2 separate regions of the Gossypium hirsutum genome follow, and region 2 is linked to region 1. A link is a contact called in public Hi-C data. All regions are on one chromosome and are shown on one strand. Each heading gives the region's core, a stretch centred on a gene start, on an enhancer-like site or on the middle of the called end of the contact. The rest is flanking DNA. Distances are from core to core; before and after follow the strand shown.

Region 1 (2,707 bases), core at 110-2,609:
TACCAATGGAAGTATAAGTGCTGATATCTGCTGGAATTTTATCTACAAATATCAAGTAAGAGCTTTTTGAACCTCAAGACCAGAAGCCTGGAACCTACAAATGGGGGGGCACACTTTACTACAATAAAACAAAGTCAAAACAATTAAGATAAAAGGATCCAAAACAAAGTCTCATAAAAATTCAGCAAAGACAAGAATCTATACCTATAGAAAATTCCAAGTACCAAAACAACAGTTATATCATCCACTTTCTGTCTCTCTCTCTCTCTCTCCCCTCTTACAGTGTTACTGCAAATTTGGAGTAACTTTTTTTTTTTTTAAATATTCTTTGAGGATAAAAGAAGCAGTTTGCAGCAGAATTATAGCAATGGAAGCCTGCAACCACGAGAAAGATAGACCAGATACAGAAAAGGGTTATGAAATAATGGTTGTGCTTATAATTAGAAAATAATCAAGATACATCCAATGATAATTCAAGCTTGAACATCTCTCTATATCATTGAGAGAACAAAAATGCAAAAAAAAAAAGCCATTTAGGGTTAAGAAAAATCTTTGTTATTTAAATAAATAAAGAAAGGAAATAATTTATCTCCCTTTCACAGGCAAATCATGTCAAAGAAAAACTTAAACTCAGTGCATCAAAAACTCTTAAAGTGGATTAGAAAGACAAAAGAGAGAGAGAGAGAGAGAGAGAGAGAGAGAGAGAGAGAGGGTAAGATGAAATCAGAAAAACAAATAATCAAGCACACAGAGTAGCATTTTCAAATCCCAGAACAGATGGATCTTGAAAATTTCTCTTTGACCCTGTCCGTATCTTCCCACAGCTTTATTGAACCGCAACGACATACATACATACCCATATACCGCCTATATAAGCAACACAAAATAACAAGGAAAGTAAGACGAAGTTGCAGTTCAAGAAAGCTGTGGAAGAATACAAAGAGGGCCATGTTCCTTTGTTTATCTTTAATGGTCGTCAGCCATTATAATGATAAAACCCTAAAAGCTCCAAAGACAGCCATGTCTGTCTAAACGAAGAGAAAAAAAAGGTAAGAGAAAGAAGAAAAGGGGGAGATAATAGGATGTAAAGGGATGAGAGAAGATAGGGTATTTATAGCAGAAGCGAGGGCGTCTTTTTCTTTTTTTACCACCAATCCCAAGAAGAATATTGGGAGGGATTGAGGGAGGCTCATTAAGATTTACTGAATCCTAGCTTTTTACTATTTCTTTTATTATTCCAACTTATTTTTTATGTTATAAATTAAAAAGCTGACTACGTTTGTTTCGTTTTGATCCCATTAACCCTAACAGGGGGAGATTTATTATTTCTTTATAAATTAACGTGTGGCTTGGATGCATATCGCCGGATCTGACGGTGCCTGTTACCCTAGTGGGGGCAAACATGTGGGCCCCCCTGTTTAGATCTGTCCATACATTTGCAACAAATTAACCGCCCACTCGCTCTGACGGCAACTGCATTTTACGGATTTCTGTTCCAAAATACACATTCATTATATTTATTTATCAGCCATTAATATTTTTGAAATTTAATAAAAACTCTTTATAAACAAAAACAAATTTTTACGTCAAATCAAGCAAATATTATTATATAAATAATAAATTTTAATTCTAAAAAAGTAGTAAAAGTAATATCTTAATATAAAATTATTTACAATTTTAATTCAAAAATAATTCGATCATAATTAAATAAATTGTTAGCACTCATTTTATTCAACATTGTTAGAAAGATTTTATTTGAGTATGGCAACACTCAATTTAAAATAAATAAGAATGCTCGTGATTATAAAAAAAATAAATTATTAGAAAGAATAAGAGATAAGAGAATTCATTAATATTATTAATTGCAAATTTTATTAAGGTGTGGTCTCAACAATAGCCAACCTGGGAAATAAATGATCAAATGTAGTACACTACAGTGGTTTGGTGACTATATCAGCTACTTGATCTGCGAAATAAAGATGTTTGACCTCAATCTTTATGTTTTGCACTTGATAACGCATAAAATAAAAATCAATGGCAATACGTTTCATCAACTTGGCAATATGTAGTGCTAGTACTATCACAAAGAATTCGAGGAAAAAAACGAAGAGGAAAGCAAAGTTCTCGAAGAAGATGGGTGATCCAATTTATCTCATCAAGAGCAATAGCAAACGAAGAGGTGAGAGTGGTTGATAAGGCAATTGTTAGATTTGGTACTTTGAGTGTAGTATATTCATTTGTAAATTTGTAATTTTTTTTGAACAGATTGATTAATAAAACAAATTCATTGATTACATTAATATACTTTGTATAATTGTTCTTACATAGTTTTTGCATGCAAAGTAAAATGGAAGCAAATGTTGCTCATTGGTTGTCTAAATGTTTAACTAATACTAAGCGGTATTATATGGTCGAATCGTAGTACGGAAAGACAACTTGTATTAGTAGACGAACCTAAGCATGTCCTTAGTCTAATCGGAAATGAGCAAACCAATTAAAAGACTAATATGTCGTCTATCAAGTCCAATTGGGAAGATGCCTTGTCTTAGGCATTGGAGCGACTGATTCTCAGAAGATAGAGACATAGATGTGACTGACTGGACTGATAGTACATCAGGCATGACCCAAGCAGAATAGATCCTGAATCCATTTATGAATTTATTTACTTGTGACGTTCATAGTGCGACATACTTAAATCCTGAGTGGA
Region 2 (2,707 bases), core at 127-2,626, 45 kb after region 1:
AATTAATTAAAATTGAGTTTATTTTTCAAAAAAATTATCGAAAAAAATGAAATATTTTTTTGTCATTTATACGACCAAAATATTATGATCATGATCATTAAGAATTTAACGGGACCCTTCATCGCGAATCAGACTAAGAAATAGGAGGCGAGCCCCATTGAGTTCTTACACTTTCATGCCTATAACGTAGTTCGTCCCATTATCTATTATTCCATATTACAGGGACGAACCCAATCTAAAATATGAACCATAAAAGAAAATGCCTATTAAACTGATAGTTAATTGGACATTAGTTCATTTAGAAAAAGATTTAAAAATCATTTTTTTGAAAGTATGGTTAAAATAGGCCATAAATCCATTTATTCTTTAAAAGTCTGGTTAACAAAATAATATTAAAATAGGCCATCTATTTTTAGGAATATAGTTATCTACTTTTCATATTTAAAAATTCAGGTTAAGTTGCTAAAATTTTTAAATTTGTTGATGTTTCAAATTAAAAAAATATCCATTTGATAGTCATGTAAGTAAAAAAATGATGTTATAATGAATACGAATTTAACAAAATAATATTAACTGTGTGAATTGTTGGACCTGAATTTTAAAATTTGAAAAGTAAAAGAATTGAATTCTTAAAAATAAAAATAAAGAGACTAAATTTCAAATTTACAAAAAATATAGAAACTATTGATATATTTTAACCAAAAAGTAATTAATAATACTATAATAATATTTTCTATCTTTTTTATATTTATATAATAAATCTAAAAAAACTTCCATAATAAAATTTATACCTAAAATCAGTGGTGAAGTTAGGAGGCTGGTACGGGCTCGACCTCTTAAAATGAAATTTTTTTCATTTAGGTCCTTTTAAAATTTATAAAATTTTAAATTAATAATGGTAAAGTTGCACATTGACCATAAAATAATAAAAAATTAATTTAACCATATAAAAATTATAAAAATATAAACCATTAAAATAATGAAATTACATTTCTACTATAATAAAAATATACAATTTAATTCTAATCCGAAATTTTTTTCTTTTAGCTTCAACCCTGCCTAAAACTTCAACCTTCTCAAATTCAGAACTTTATCAGTTAATCGAAACTTTATTATATAAATATAATTTTAAAACAATTGTTTTTATATTACAATCTAATTACTATAAAAAAAGTCCGTAAAATAACAAAATCCAAATGGGGGAGCGTGAAAGGCACCGACGGAGGAATGAGAGTGGGAGATTTGGGAATGAATGAAGATTAATGGTAAATGAAATCAAAATTTAAATAGAAATTAAGGGCAAATGAATAAATAAAAAGAATTGATGTTCACATGGAGGCATGTGCAAAAGACCCCACCGTTGGAACGTTGGTGTTGGCAATAAGAGTACAGCCCGTTTTTCCCGGGACGGAGCCCGCTTTGTCTATATGCGCTGTTTTCCGGACACATTTATTTGTAACCATTTGCTAACCAAACAAAAATCAACGGGTCATATTTTAATATTATAGTAAAAATCAAAGGTACAGACATCAAGGCTTTTTCTTACATTTGCACCCACATATATTTACACAATTATAATTTATAAGAATTCAACATTTAATATTCTTAGCATCAATAACTGCTATTGTTGTTAAATCTTTTTTTTTACATACGAAACAACCTCTTCAACTTTTTTTATTTTATTACACCCTTAAAGTTTAGCTGGTATTCAAATAAGCCCTTATGTTTTTACTTAAAAACTGATTATTGATGTGATAAATATTAAATACTTTAAAATTCAGTACAAGTATACTTTTATGCAATAGATGTTTAGTTGGATTTAGGCTAAAGATTAAGTGCTTATTTAAGTACCGGTTAAAGTTTACGGATTTATTTAGATAGAAAAAAAAGTATAAGAGCGCTTGTAAATAAGGTAAAATAGTTTAATGGCTTTTTTGCATATTATCTTAAAAAACCAAATCCATGCAAAAACTAAGAAGGTTAAATAACATGTCATTATTATTTTTGGACAAAGTGCATTGTCTATTTAATGAGGTGGGTTTGATTTCAAAAGTATTTATTTGATTTGATAAATAAAAGTATTTTAATTGTTTAAATTCAAATTGAATAGAATGGAAGTGTAAAAATAAGGTCGCCGATTAAAATTGGAGCTATCAGATCAGAAACATTAAGAAAGAGTTGGTAGATTCATGATTCAATTAGCTGGCAATTAGAGATCTCCAATTACATTTTAGGCCTCCAATGCATGCATCTTTTTCACTAAAACATATAATTATTTACTATTTTATTTTTGATTTGATTTGATATTTGACTAATATAATCACTTTTGTTTTCAATTTTTATTTGATTTGATATTTGACCAATATAATCACTTTGCTTTATGAGAATTCTGAAAATTGGGTGTTGGTTGGTTGTGGAAAATTTAGTGGTTTCTGCGAAACAATATTTTTAGCTTTGGGTGGATGGATGGTCACTATAAAAAAGAAGTGAAAAAGGTGGTTACTAGATGAAGAAGAGAAACCATAAAAGAAAATTCATGTAATAGTAGTTATTTTTATTAATTAGTAAACTTACTTGTTAATATTTTTTTTTATAGATTGTAAACGATTGTTTATATAATATGACTGAGCTTTCATTGTCAATGCTTTTTCTCAACCATTCTTTTTACAACCAAGATGGAAATTACAATTTTTGAGCTCAAAGAGGA

Evidence for each region. A called contact is a pair of places that touch in the nucleus more often than the background predicts.
Region 2: a contact with region 1 is called in a Hi-C map of leaf, with 3 times the contacts expected there. The contact joins two enhancer-like sites. A contact is called at or near these places in 5 of 34 Hi-C or Micro-C datasets (anther and leaf).

The regions. Positions count from the first base shown.
Region 1 is chrD06:8,299,867-8,302,573 of Gossypium_hirsutum_v2.1, forward strand. No RefSeq gene overlaps it. Among protein-coding and RNA genes, the nearest start is that of LOC107951790, 9.2 kb to the right of the region's middle. Within about 2 kb of position 1,360, at least 3 of the 9 cell types and tissues checked have an H3K27ac peak or open chromatin away from gene starts, as enhancers often do. A contact at or near this core is called in leaf, where this site is marked.
Region 2 is chrD06:8,345,060-8,347,766 of Gossypium_hirsutum_v2.1, forward strand. No RefSeq gene overlaps it. Among protein-coding and RNA genes, the nearest start is that of LOC107951790, 36 kb to the left of the region's middle. Within about 2 kb of position 1,377, at least 2 of the 9 cell types and tissues checked have an H3K27ac peak or open chromatin away from gene starts, as enhancers often do. A contact at or near this core is called in leaf, where this site is marked.